Linked DNA regions of Mus musculus: region 2 is linked to region 1. The links are chromatin contacts, called in public Hi-C maps. All regions are on one chromosome and are shown on one strand. The core of a region is the stretch at or near the end of the contact, and the rest is flanking DNA. Distances in the headings are between cores, read along the strand shown.

Evidence for each region. Hi-C and Micro-C count contacts between places; a contact is called where the count stands out from the background.
Region 2: a contact with region 1 is called in a Hi-C map of myocytes, with 2.8 times the contacts expected there. The contact joins two enhancer-like sites. A contact is called at or near these places in 4 of 484 Hi-C or Micro-C datasets (3T3-L1-derived adipocytes, muscle stem cells, myocytes and 1 more) and 3 of 115 datasets of contacts at active chromatin or transcription factors (astrocytes and neural progenitor cells).

What each region holds. Positions count from the first base shown.
Region 1 is chr16:25,529,556-25,537,146 of GRCm38.p6, forward strand. No RefSeq gene overlaps it. Among named protein-coding and RNA genes, the nearest start is that of Trp63, 150 kb to the right of the region's middle. Within about 2 kb of position 2,631, at least 86 of the 459 cell types and tissues checked have an H3K27ac peak or open chromatin away from gene starts, as enhancers often do. A contact at or near this core is called in muscle stem cells and myocytes, where this site is marked.
Region 2 is chr16:25,719,771-25,727,361 of GRCm38.p6, forward strand. The region is part of intron 1 of Trp63 (transformation related protein 63); the gene reads left to right. Among named protein-coding and RNA genes, the nearest start is that of Gm24928, 21 kb to the left of the region's middle. Within about 2 kb of position 3,516, at least 9 of the 459 cell types and tissues checked have an H3K27ac peak or open chromatin away from gene starts, as enhancers often do. A contact at or near this core is called in muscle stem cells and myocytes, where this site is marked.

The DNA of each region.
Region 1 (7,591 bases), core at 1,381-3,880:
GTAGGGAGGAGAAGCCTGAAGTCCGCTCAGATGTCCTGTTAAGTGGAATCTGTCTGAGCATGCTGGGCTTAAGCTGCCAAACATCTTTTCTCAAAGAAATACTGGGGTGCTACTGCGAGGGCTGATGAAATCAACCTGCCCAATTCTTTTTGTCTCCTTCCCTCTTCCACCTCCAGCACATTGTGCAAGGGAAAGTTTAAACCATCTTCCTGTCAGGTGGAAGGGGTGGGTAAGCACCAGGTGGCCATGTCCCTGTTTCTCATCCTCAGAGTGCAGCTGCTGGGACAGAGGGCCAGGCTTTGGCCTGAGGCACACGCTGTCCCTGCTCTGAGGGCTGGCTGGGCACACTGTGCTCACTTTGTATCCAAAAGCCTGGGTATTTGGACTGGGAATCCAGTTTCTTGTGCTGTGGGGGTTCAATGATTATTAGGAATGCATGGAACACATTCATTCTTTTGCAAGAAGAATCTTCCCTGGCAAGGCCAGGTCAGAAAGCCCATGGGGACTGTCCTGAAAACTCATACATGGCAAAGAGCTTTGACACACCACTAGACTGCATGGGCTCAATTCAATCTAGTCATAGACTGAAACTTTTAAGTTGATTTTAGATTGTGTGTGGTGTCACAAACAGGCAAGTTTGAAAGGCTATGTCCTCTAGACAGAATGTCTGCTTGGGTGACAGATAGACAAATCCTCTGTGTATTACTTTATTTGATATTACTTTCTCTTATTCACGCAAGGGCTGGGTTTAGGTTTGGAGAGAACCAATCATCCTTTATCATTCTAAGGTTGATACTACTCAAACATAGGTATCTATGCCTGCTGAATCCTTCACCAAGTCAATAATTGTACTTCGAGTAACAGTTGACATGAGGCATGCTAAATATCAGAATAAAGAGACTTTATAATGGTTCAGTGGCTAGCTGAAATTTCTACTTTGGTAGAAACTGCTTTCTTTCTCTGAATTGCATTTTTTTTTCTAAAACTCCACCTAGGTATGGAATTTTCACATTGCCATGAACCAGTTTTACTATGAAAGTTAGTCAAGTGTAGCCATGCTATAGATAGCAGTTGCTTAGATGAAATCAAAGAAGGAAACCTACCTACAACATCTAAGGTAGCTGTGGAATTCTGTCTTTCTCCACTATGACTGATTTTATTTGAGATGTTCCTCTGTCATGTCACTGTACCCACGTTGCTATTGAGGTTTGTGTGTGTGTGTGTGTGTGTGTGTGTGTGTGTGTTGCACTCCCCAGTGGTACACATTGACAGGCAAGCCAGCATGAGAAATATAATACCAGAAATGTGCTTCCACACATGAATGCGAAACTTAAAAGGAGCTTGACAGAGCTGCTTCGCCACTGATCGGCCCATTTTCTCTCAAACTGGCTGAGTGTTGTTGATACTTTTCGTTTCGGTGTATCTCAGTTGCCTCTTATCCACCAATGATGAAGTCCTCGAGCAAAGGAGAGTCCTCATTTCTGAGAGTCTACCAGAAGTATAGAACTGATCAAATTAGGTAATATAATATGAGTGCCTTACCCTAGGAGGAAACTACAATAGCCTGTGGTGATCAGAAAATGAACAGATATGTAGCCTAGTCAATATGTAATGGGAGAGCTCTCATTTAAGTTGTATTGGTGAAAATGGAGTTATGTTTGAATGAAACATGGAGAACTAGGATAGCAGCACTAAGTTATCAAGGTTTGAAAGGCATGTGTGTATGTGGGGGCAGGTTTGCATAAATAACATAGTCCACAAAGTGGGAAAACAATATACCCAGGCTGGTTGATGAAGTCAGATTACAGAGCGCCTTGGGCCCCGGTGTTTAAACAGAGAGACGGGTGAGAGGCAACAAGAGCCAGAGTGTGTCTGAACTTCAGGAATGTCAAGTGAATAGAAAGGAGCACAAGCCTATGAAATAGTCCAGAGAGTAGATAATAAAGGATGCCAGGTATTGTGGAACACACTTTTAATCCCAGCATTTAGGAGGTAAAAGCATTTGGAACTGAAGGTCTACCTTACATATACAGTGAGTTCAAGGTCAGCCTAAGCTCCACAAGAGCCTGTTTCTTCCCAAGTCAATGAAAAAATGTTAATGTCTATGTCCAAGTACATGATATAATTTACTTAGAGATATAAATTTCATTGGGTTATATCTACCACAGGAGCAGGATGTCTCAGACTTTGTCATTGATCAGCTGTAGGAGTCATGAAGGGAAAACAGGATGATAGAGTCAAGTTATAAAGGCATGTAGCCTGACTTAGAAAGCCACAGAGGTCATTGTGATCTGAGGTGTGGGTCTAGTTGACCTTCATGGATACAGCTGAGAGTTAATTAAACTAGCAAGACACGAGCTGCAACTCCAACTCTGTGTTTTCTTTCTGAGTTGATGATTCACTGTTGCTATTGAGAGGTGAGTTGGGCCATGGGTGAACAGGAGCAGTCGGCAGTGAAGACTGAAGGGCAAAGAAGCAGGAAGATTTCCTTGAACTCTGCTTGCACTGAAAACCCTGAGCAGAAGCCCAAACTTGTGGCTTTCTTGGATCTCTTCAGATCAGAGAGCTGCCCATTCCAAAGCCACAGCACTTCTTTTGCGTCTCAGTTACACCACAGGCATCTGACTCATAGGATAGTCAGCCATAGAGGTCAGTCCTGCCTTAAAGCAAGTCTGGAGTGGAGCACTCCTCGGCTTCAGTTTACCTTCTGTTTAAATAGGTCTTGGTCATGGCACTGTTACATTGAAAGGGTGGGCTTATCTTTGTGTTGTATATAATCAATCCTTTATGAACTATAAACCCATAGATCATTATTGCCCTTATTGTAGAGAGTGCAAAGAATAAGTGTATATAAGGGAACAGGTCCCTCAAAAAGAAGAACCGTTCTCAGAACGAGCCGAACGAAGCTTTTAGAGGTTACAGACACAGTGTCCAGGTCAAACCTCCGACTTCCTATTAAGCCTTTATTCCTTTTTACCATCCAAATTAATTACTTCCTTACGCTTCATATTTTAAACAACCTCAAAAATGATATACTATCTGGTAGAGGAAGGTCCTATTTCTTTCCTTTCAGTTTTAAATCCAGGTTTAAAGACCCTTTGGAAAACTTGGCAGCCACTTTGGAAATGGGCGTGAGCTTACAGGACAGCATCAAGGCTGAATTCAGTACAAGAGCACTGAGCTGTTTCATTTGCTGAAGCTTCTGGTAGGTGTTCTAAGAGATCAAGTGTTAAATCAGGGGGTCCCTGTCTGCTGGCACTGCCCAGTTCCAGACAGGGAAAAAGACAGTCAAACAACTAGGGCAAAACCAAATGAGATTAAGAAGACATTTTCGGCTTCATTCACTTTCTGGATGAATAAAATACTGGGCCTCCAGAGTTTGGCAGCCCTCATGACATGTTAGGAGAGAAGAAAAGAGAGCTACTTCTAAATGGGCCATTTCCCCATAGTGCCAGTGAGCTTAGAAACTTTACAAAGAAAAATGGGACAAGTCTTTCTCACTCTCATTAAGCACCCTCAAACACCAGTAGCCTTAACAGGAGACTCCAGGAGAGGCAGATGGAAGTGCCCTGACCCAGCACACTCAGGACAAGAAACTGCAGGGATTGGGGGTCATTGCCAAGTGGTGAGATGAACCTGATAGGGTTCCTAAATAACAGCATGCCCTCAGCTGCAGGCCTGACTTCATGCTATTCCAGTCGTGTGACCTGTCTCCTCCAGGGATCTAAGATAACACTTATCACAGCCGGCTTTGGGATCCGGTTGCTTGAATGTGTCCCTGCTTTCAGCACTGAATATGAGAGCAATGACCATGACTTACTCAACTCTGTGCCCCAGAACACTTGGCATCAGCCCTGGTCCTCGGCAGATGCCCAGAAAGTGTGCAGAGCTGGTTGGAATTTTGGCAGGGCTTCCTGCTTCTCATGGGTAAACCCCATGGGTCTTCTTGTCTGATTTGCAAAGGATAAAACATTTCATTTATTAGAAAACTGGGATCTGATTTTTGAGACCCTGATTCTAAAAGAAAATAGAACTGGATTTTCCTTTCCATACAACCCTGTCCACAGGACCCTGACAAGTCTATTTCCATTCCATGCTCAGTTTTCTATGGGTGGTTAGAGAGATTAATATATAAGAATCTCTCAGTTCTAGACCTTTCTTTATATTATTTTGCATTGTAAGTTCAAAATTAAAACCCCACTACCCAATTTTCCTTTCTTCCCTCTGATCCTTGACATGATGGCATTATATCATGTTCTAAATTTATACAGAATTATTAAAAAGATATCATAGTGGAAAAGAGCAAGCCTGACACTGTTGTCATCATCCCTTCACGGGTTGCCACCTTCCAACCACTGGATAAAGCGTCTTTTATAAGTAGCAGGACATTTTTTTTTCTCCCAATCCATTGAAATATTTTTAAGACTTAAAGCTTTTAACTACTGTGTTCTGGGACAGTTTCACACAAGTACATATGTGTACTGGCTTCTGTCATCTTTTATTCTTTCCCATCTCTTTTCTTCCTTTATCTACTTCTGATCTTCTCTAGAAATCTATATTTTTTACATCTATGTCTATTTATCTTGTTTCGTGACTCACTGAATTTAAGCATGGATTTCTGTGTCACCATGTGCATGCAGATGTCTTTGGGAGCTGGGGCGGGGCCTAGGGGCTGGCTCAAGTGGGTCCATTTTGCCTGGCTATTTGGTTTCGAAATTTACAGGTTCACAGAGGTGTAAGACAAATGTTGGTTTCTTTCCTCCAGCAACTGCAGAGTATGAAAAGTAGACAGCAAGGAGAAAGCATCCAATCCAGCCTCAGCTTCTTTTCTTTACTACAACTGAGATGTCTGGTGTCTTCAGGAACAAGCTATTATCCTCAAGTTCTGGTGGGCCACCAAGAGGCCAACAGTATAATGGAATTATCATTATATATATATTTCCATATGAGCACAAGAGCTTGTATTTACATTTCCATATGAGCACAAGAGCTTGTATTTATATTTTTGATGGTCAGAGAAAAAATGTCAACTTAAGGATGTTAGGAAATTCTTAAACTATCTCAGAAAGAAGCTGTGTAGAGGCAAATACCAATTTAGACTAATACTATTTATTTACTCTCCCTGGGAAATATGACTAATAACACTTTATAACATTTACAGAAAATGAAAATGGAAAACAGAAAACAATTGAAATTTTCAGAGCTAAACAAACGTAAAAAAAATGTCATACTATGAAATAACTATGAAATGAAACTACTGAGAGAACCCTGCTATAAAAGATGAAATGGACATGTGTTTATCTCATTGATTAAAGACTTAGTCTTATTTGGGCACATCGCTTTACCACATTGCACAGCTAGACTTAATTAATAGTCACATTATTAAGTTGTGCATCTCATCAGTTCAGTCAGGTTTAGCCACTTGAAGGATTAGAGCCACTAGGATACAAAAGACAATTTACATACTATTCCTTGCTTAGTCATTGATTATTAAATCAACACGACTTTGTAAGTGGTGGTCTTCACAAATGTCATTAAAACCTGTGTGTTCTCATGTATGGTGTGAAAAGATTGAAAAAAATCTGTTACAATTCAACCTGCAAATATTATCAGAAACAATCATCACATGAAAACATTTTGAGCATTATTACTCCTGCACTAATACATCATATGACATAGTAATGTTTTGGAAATACGTGAATATACTATCTCTTTTAGACTTATCTATAGCTGAATTTCACCTACTCAGCCCAGGGCATCAGAGACAGGAACCACAACTGTGACTGTTCTAATAGGAATGCAGAAAGAAAGTTAATTTTGATTCTGATGAGCAAAACTGGCACTTTATGGTCACAGGAAGATAATCAAATTAAAATAAGACTGGTTAACAAAGAGACAAGGGCCCTCAATTCTCCCATCCTCTGATTTAACAATGTCTGACTGATTTGGCTGTAGCATTTTGTAAAAAGTGAACACTGACCTCCCAGGAAGAGAAGGAGGGCAGAGCCTACTTTGTCCAGCTCATTAACTGTGAGATGGAGAACAGGTGAGATCAGATATCAAACTTTACTTCCTCATCTTGGAGACTCACTGTTCTTTTTCCATGAGGGGAGACAAAGAGATTACTCTACAACTATTTAGCTAAGCATGGGGACACCCAAAAACAAACAAGATAGCAGCCTGTTCTCAAACTTATAGCATTCAGGAGCCCAAAGTCCTGGAAAACTCGTACCCAATGCTGCCTCCAAGACTGGACCCAAGCACGGAGGACATGATGGCCTAGCAGAAAAATGCACCACAAGTGATACCCAGAGCCATCGCCTTCTTGCTTATGATGCAACAATTGGCCAATATGAAAACCATAAATACTGCAGTGTGGAAGTGCTGCTTTATTTACCCCTCTTGTCTCCATTAATACTTTTCAAAGTGTTTATTTTTTTTAAATCAGTATGCTCAGCATTAAGTTTTATTATGGTTCCTTAAAAAATGATTTCTGTTGACTAAATGTAAACTGTTAAGCCTTTAAAATTGATTATAAAATACAAATATAGAGAAATATTTTTTCTACTTTGATATACATAAATTACTTTAATTTGAGAATGAATTTTTAAGTTTGGAAAGTCGATTTTGAATATATTACTTTTGGTACCTCAATATCTTTCATTAGTACATAAAAATTCAAGTTATAGTTATCATTACTTTCTCAAAATTGTACTGATTGAACTCAAATGACCACTCTAGAATAGCACAGCCATTTTCCCTTGTTATGTTGTATATGAAACGAATATCAGGAATAAAAGAAAAACAGTTTTTAAATGAGAGAAAAGACCACAAGGAGATCTTTACCAAAGTTCTAAAGTGATTATGCTACTTGGTTAAAAAAAAAAAAAAAATATATATATATATATATATATATATATATATAAATTTCTTTTTCCTTTTCTATTTTACAATGTGAATGCTGAGATGGCATACTTTTATAAGAAGATCCAGCAACAGAAGAGCTTGGAACTTGCTCTGGAGGCCACAGAAGCCAGTTTGGCTTTACCCGGGCTTAGTGCCTGCCTTGTGCCCCACCCACACCTGTCAAAGCATCAGCTGGGCAGGATGCTCCGCTTCCTTACCCTCTGCACACAGCCAAGGTAGCACTGACAAATGAGGTCAGGCTCAGTGATTGAAGTGAGTGAAGCATTTTATATTTATATCCATGGACACACACACTTCGGTGTATGTTCCAGTGACATCAAGGGACTTTCCACAGCCGTGAGTATCCTGTGTCTACCATGAGGTAACTCTGTCTGGCCCGGAGAGCTCTCTGAACAAACCAGCAGGGGAAGTGCTAGATCCCTGGATGTATAGCGCCATGCTCATGAACACTAACACCATTCTCTATTATGTACTATTTGGTTCATACAAAAGTAATATATATAGGGATTTTAGCAGAGAGTTTTGTTTTGTTTTGTTTTGTTGTCTGTGTAACTGCTGGCTCCAAGTTTGAAGACAAATCAAATATATATATTTCAAGCTTGTCATTTATGAATGCTTATCCAAATTAATTTAACTATTGGGACTATACATACAATGTCAATAA
Region 2 (7,591 bases), core at 2,266-4,765, 190 kb after region 1:
TGGGTCCCCAAACAAGCTGAGGATTCCCTGTCCCTTAATATGCATGGTATAACTTTCCACAGTGGCCTTCCAGTGCCTGACAAGTAGGTGACGCTGGAATTGTGAAACTTCCCTTCTGAGCTCTCAAATGCATTGTTCTAGCCTTAGTGCTTCATCTAGCAGCTATACTCTCTCACCTGCATCCTTTTCTCCCTTGGAAAATGCTTTTCTGTGTGAATAGCTGTTTGCATTGTGAGAAGGTAATACCTGGACTCCCCTATGTTGGCACTTTGCTGATGTTATGCCCATTAATATGAATTTTAAAGCTTGTAATTAGGTAGGAAAATACTAAATATTTGTATATTAATAGCATTCACATATATACCAGAATTACACTAAATGATTTGTGGGAAATACCTTTTTTTAAAAAATATTTTTATTAGATATTTTCCTCATTTACATTTCCAATGCTATCCCAAAATTCCCCCATACCCTCCTCCTCCCCCCCCCCCAACTCCTCTACCTACCCACTCCCAGTTTATGGCCCTGGCGTTCCCCTGTACTGGGGCATATAAAGTTTGCATGTCCAATGGGCCTCTCTTTCCAGTGATGGCCGACTAGGCCATCTTTTGATACATATGCAGCTAGAGTCAAGAGCTCTGGGGTACTGGTTAGTTCATAATGTTGTTCCACCTATAGGGTTGCAAACCCCTTTAGCTCCTTGGGTACTTTCTCTAGCTCCTCCATTAGGGGCCCTGTGATCCATCCAATAGCTGACTGTGAGCATCCACTTCTGTGTTTGCTAGGCCCCGGCATAGTCTCACAAGAGACAGCTACATCTGGGTCCTTTCAGCAAAATCTTGCTAGTGTATGCAATGGTGTCAGAGTTTGGAGGCTGATTATGGGATGGATCCCTGGATATGGCAGTCTCTAGGTGGTCCATCCTTTTGTCTCAGCTCCAGGGAAATACCTTTTTTAGAGCGACAATATAAATTAGAAAAAATTAAAACCACAGTACAGTTCTCTACAAGATGCTCATGGCCTGGAAGTCTAGAGACATCACCAGAATTTTATTTTGATCTTAGAATTTTGGAAGACTAAAAGAGATCAGGAGAAATAAATGGTTCAGAAAAGAGATGAAAAGCAAAAATTAGATTTCTCCTTATCAGATATTAAAAATATTACATTTTATGATAATAAAAGTTGTAAAGTAGTATGAGTAACAGAATAGATAACACCCCCCCTCCAAATTGGAGAAATATCATAGGAATCCAAAGAATGAATTCTAAAGTTTGGTGATGACATCAGAGTGTGGAAGAGGGATAATTAGTGCTCTGGGTCAATGAGAAGAGAAGAACCAAAGAATGAAAAAGAAGCCTAGTAGCTCTATGTGGATTTTCATCAAACTTGAAATGTTCATTACACATAAAGACAAAGAGGGAGCTATAGAAATGCGACCAATTTATTTGGTTTGTAAAATTCTCTCTGCCTACTGTAGATTATGGATTATTAAAATTCTGTATGTATTAATTAATGCAGGAAAGTAATAAGGCAACAATTATTCATTAACCAGCCTTCCCCATTTAAATACCAACACAGTGACCTTTAATATATCAAAGCCTTAGGTTTGCCTTAACTAGGTAGACTCTCAGCTAGCTCACCTGAGTTAATCCAACTGCTTAGCCCCAGCCAGCCAGGTGGCTAGTTATACCTTCCAGGCCCATAGTCTTGTCTGTCTCCTTTCATGTCTCCTGGCAAAAAGTGTTTCCTCTTTCTTCTTCTCAGGATACCATTCTCCCTCTCAGAAAATCCCATCTTAAACTTCCTGAAGGCTAAATGGCCATTACAGTTTTTAGTAAAGCCAATTGAAGAATGCCTTAGGATGACGAGGAAGGATAGAGACACGCTTTCACACAATATACCTGAACATTCTAGAATTTGAAATAATACCCTCATGTAGAAATTAAAAAGCATACTGGGAAAATATTTCAGTCCACGATAGAGGGTCAATACGTCCTAACATATATTTGAGCAAATATAGCAAAGCATAAGATCTCAGGTCCCAAGAAAATTCACAAAGACAATTGATAAGTAATTCCTCCAGGGAAGAATGCAGGTGACAAAAGCATATACAGAACAGTCAATTTCACCAATAATTGAAGAGAGCAAAATTAAAAGCAACCTGTCATTTTCTGATAGATAAATTGGTACCTTTATTTTCTCTTTGTACTGTTAATAGCCACTGCTGTGTAGAGGTATAGAATTTTAAAGTGTTACATCCTTCCAAAGGAAAATAGGGTAACATTTTGCAAAAGGGAAAAAAAATCACAATGGGGTTGGGGGTTGGTGAGCTTTCTTGGCACATACTGAGCCTTGAGTTTCTCCTCCCCAACAAATTGATTGTTTAGAAGTTTTATTTCCTGGAATCTGCCTTAAAGATGGAAAATGGTTTAGACTATTTGCGGTGTTGTTCACAGAAGCATTATTTATAAAGCCAAAGATGGCCCAAGGAAATCAACGATTAAGTACCCTTTGTGGCTTTTAGCTAATCTCTTTGCCACTTCTACTCTGAAATCGCCTATTCCAAATACACACAGACATCATTCCTACCTGTGTGCTTACAGTGTCTACTTGAAGAAGGCCCTTTACTCTGTTACCGTGACCAAGACCCTGAGTCTATGGCCTGCACTTGACCGAGACTCTTAAAAGGAGTGAGCCTGAATTTTTGTAAGCCTGGAAACTGAATGACTCATGGAGTCAAGGATACTGTGGCATACTGAAATTCATCATGTTAGGCCCTTCCCACCTACCATATTACATTTTAGCTAAACAAAAATATTATCTGATGCATCTATAGTCCCTATTCTCCAGATGAGAAAATTGAATTAGCATTTAAATTGCCTATGTAGCTAGCAAAGAGTAAATGTGAGGTGTTAGCCACATCTGTGTTAGTCTGTGAATAAAACATTTAATGATCATAAGAACAGAACCTAAAAGACTAACAGTAGCTAACTTATATTAGACAACCATGTGCTAGACTCATCAGTAAGTGCTTTCTATGTATCTCCTTCTTTATACTTGGCAACAATTCCATGAGCAAGACACTATTACTATCCCCATGCACAGAGAGGAAACAGGTATGAAGCCCTTATATAAGAAACCTAAGGCCTAACTTCTGTAAGTATTAGAGAACAAACGAAGCCATATCAATTACTCTTTCCTGAAATGTGGTACCTCCACTGCAGATGGGATGGTTTTGTAGCATGTTATAGCCTGCACTTCATTTATTCATTCCTTTTTGGAAACAAACCTTTGTCAACCCAATTGCTAAAGTACAAGATACCAAGGCACCAGACACACAGTAGGCAGCGGGAACAAATGCCATTTCTAAAACCCGAGAGCTATATTTCTTTCTTAGTTTCCGGTGACTCAGTCTCAGCCCCTATCATATTCCCCATATTGAATGTCCCACTACAGAGCCAAAAGATCTGAGTTTCCAGACAAAGCCAACATGATGACTTCACCTGCTGTTCCTTTGTTGGGAACTGTGTTTCCTCTTTATGCTTGCACATGACGTCATCGTGATAGCCTGCCAGTCTTAACCCTGCTCACTGCTTTTGAATTTGTAGAATTTCTGTCTTGAATGTCTTGGAGTAACAACAACTCAGCACCTGTTCTCAACGTGGTAAAGTGTACAGTGTTCTCACCAGAAGGATATCTGCAGAATGCAGACATGTCACCTATGATGAAAAATGGGCCACACAATGTTTTACATTCAAAATTGGAAGATTTGATTACATCATAGCCATTTGCAGCTTCAGCAACTGCCTGGAGACAGTTGGAGAAAATATTACTATAACTGCAATATGGGTGTAACCAACAAACAGAAACCCATAGCGTTTTATAGACTCTGTAAAGTTCATGTCACTTGATTTCCCAGAAGAAACTTTTCTTGCATCCTTTATTCTTTCCTGCAATAAGTCAATATTCACTCAAGAACTCCAGTAAGCCAGGCACTGTGTATATTCAGAAACAGTGAGCTCATTCGGCTACATTAGTTGTATCAAAATACTTATGATCCTATCAGGAGGAGAGATGATGGATTCCAATGCACCTGGTAAATATTGTAATGACCAGATGGACAGAATACTCTGAGAGTGGCACTCATAGAATGACTGATTCTACATTGCAAAGGTGAGAGAGCTTAGAAAGGGAAACGTAGAAATAGATCACTTCATGCAGATATAGTGATGTGAACAAAGCAGACTGTTTGAGAACTGTGGGTCCATTACCATAGCTGAAAGTGAGGGTGAAATGTGAGACAAGATTAAACTGGCATTATATAGAGGACTTGAAGAATTAAACTACATATTTCTAGGTATTTGCTATTATCTCCTTTCAGGAAGAAGAAATCTATAGGTGTATATAAAAAATTTAATGATGCTAATTCTGAGAAGGATAGAAGCATAGATAAAAGGGTAACTTGTATTCTACTCTGTAATTTGTGCCTTTTACATTTTTATAGTGGAAGAATATATATATATATATATATATATATATATATATGTATGTATATATATGTATATATATATAATATGTATATGTATACATATATATATAGTGAGAGAGAGATAACTAGACAAATAACGTGACATAGACTAATATAGTAGACAAAGGAATGACACGAAAGTGTGACAGATCCCAAGGAAAGTAGAAACGGGAATAAATGGGCTCTAGTGAAAATTCTGACATTTCCCCCTAAACATATGCCATTATTTTAGATGTGTCAAATAAACAGTGGTCAGAATCAGCCAGTTGGTTATCCCTATACGTAGGAACCTTCTTAAAGGTAAGTAGATTATAAGGAAATGGATAGAAGAAAGCTTGGATGGGAACTGTTCATGCTTGGAAGACTTGATGTTGGGCTCTTGCTTTCTCTTGCTCCTGCTTCCTTACCCTCGTCCCCTTCTCTCTCTCCGATCCCCTCCCCACTCCCCCTCCACGTGCTCATGGCCGGCCTCTACTTCGTGTTCTCTCTCTCTCTCTCTCTCTCTCTCTCTCTCTCTGCCTTTATCTCTAATCCATCAACTCCCCTCCCGATGTCCTGAATAAACTTTATTCTATACAAAAAAACAAAACAAAACAAAAAAAAAACTTGATGTTGTAAAAATCTAGTCAGTGACCTGGAGGTACTGATTTTCAGTCTCTTTGTAAGTTTAACTTTTTGTTTTTGCTTCACCTCATTTTGAAAGGTTTCAGCATTTTCCTTCTTGGTCATCAAGAAAGAATGTTCTTGATGTTTGCTCTTGCCCCACCATCTGTTCCCTCAGGCTTGGCTTCATGGTTACCTAGCTCTTCAGTCTTCTGGGAGTACTCTTTTCCCTAAGGCCAGATCATATGGTTTCTTAGTACTTTGGCAATTCTGTAGGAGTTGCTCTGAACTTACCAGAGTGCCCCACTGCCTATGAGCTCCAATGAGCCATGGGTGTCTTACATACTTCTACAACTGGCTTACAGTCAGCCCTCCATAAATATGTGTTCAATGGAAAAAGTAAAAAGGGTTGGAAGGAGAATAAAGGAAAAGAAATTGTTTTCTCCGGTGGCCTTTTCTACAGAAAAGGAAATGTGGAGCACATATTTCAAGCTATATCTTTGCATTCATCTTATCCTTAAAGGTCAGAAAGAGGAATCAAACTTCAATTATTTCAGTTGTTCTCCTTCTCCTAACACTGAAAACCCTTAATACAGTTTTTTTATATTTCAGTGTTTCTTAAACATATATTTATTTTTGTTGCTATTTCGTAGTAAATTTGCTACTGTTATGAATCACAATGTAAGTATCTCATACATATATGGTATTAGGCAAACCCTGTGGAAGGTTCGTTCAGCCCCAAAGGGATCAAGACCTACAGGTTGAGACCTGCTGAAATATTTGTTCTTCACAAAACAGCGTGCCTGGCACTCTAATCTAGCTGGCATACGAATGAGCAATGGTGAGGACAAAGCCACATGACCAGCGGCCAGGCATTGCCCTCAGCAGCAAAGGGCGCCTGGAGTATCCATCCCAGACTCCATAAGCTACAGTTTTTGTTCCTACAAAGTGAGGAGTTGGAGTAGGAGTGTGCTAAATGGTTTGGTTTTTTTGTGAGGAAGAGACAAGGAAAGAGGATACCTAGCTATGACTCATTAATGAAAGGCAGGAGGACTGTGCTCTGAACTCTGAGTTCAAAGTCAGACTCCATCTTCATAGTACTTCACAGAAATGTCACTACTGGGTTGTATATTTAAAAAAATTAGTTTAATAAAAAATATAAAAAGAATGAAAAAGTACATATTTATAAACGGAGGTCACAATGCCTCTCCGGGGAAATACTGATTCACAGTTATTGATGCTATTACAGAATAGAAAGGAAATCTGTTAGTGAGGTCAGCATGAGGAAACCCTGAACAAGATGCCCTTCGAGTGTCCTTTACTTCTAAAATCCTACTAGAGATCAACCCTGAGTCTTGTGTTCCTGCTACCCCTAGCTTCTTCTCCACTACAAACATCTTAAGATGTTTTACAACAGTGCTTGGGAATGTAACAGACATGTAAAACAATACACATTTTAAAACTCAATGAAGATTAAAAGGAGTTGGATGCCTAATGGGAAGGGTTATTAACAAGACAGGACTGTGATGGGGTTCTTTATTTCCTTTTCATTTCAAAGAAAGCTTTGATGCCTTGGTGGCTAGAGAAAAACAAAACAAAACAAAACAAAACAAAACATCTCTGGAAATTTGTCTCCTGTGCTATATAATTCCAATGGAATTAAGGGGCGGCAGTGATTCCAAAGCTATAGTAAGAAAGCTCAATGTCAGGCTCTTTAAATACATCAGAGCTTCTCTCCTCCCAGTTCTAGAAACAGCCACATCTCCTGCAGTGACAGCCTTATCCCAAGATATAATGGTGAAGGGTGGAATGAATTGATTGGGTTACCAGGGCTCCCTTCATGTCTGGCAAGATGGGTATTGTTGCTATCGATGCCCTCGCCATTGACCTCAGCTACGTGGTCCACGTGTTCCAGTGTGACTCTGACCATGGCACGTTTAATGGCAAAGTCAAGGATGAGCAGTGGAAGCTTATCCCTATTTTCCAGTAGCAGGAACCTGCCAATATCAAATGGGGTGATGCTGGTGCCCAGTGTGTTGTGGAGTCTATTGTTGTCTTCACCAACATGGAGAAGGCTGGGGTCCACTCGAAAGATGGAACCAAAAGTGCCATCATCTCTGCCCCTTCCCATGTTTGTGATGGACATGAACCATGAGAAGTATGACAACTCCCTGAAGATTATCAGCAATGTTTCCTGCACCACCAACTGCTTAGTCTCTGTGGCGAAGGTCAACCACGAAAACGTTGGCATTGGAGAAACCAGTGCCACAATCCATCCTATCAGTGCCACCCAGAAGACTGTGGATGGCCCCTCTGACACGATGGCCATGAGACATGATCACTGCATCCACTGCTGCTACCTTGGCCGTGAGCAAGGTCATCTCAGAGCTGAACAGAAAGCTCTGTGGCATGGCCTTCCATGTCCCTTAGAGCAATGTGTTGTGGACCTGACATGCCACC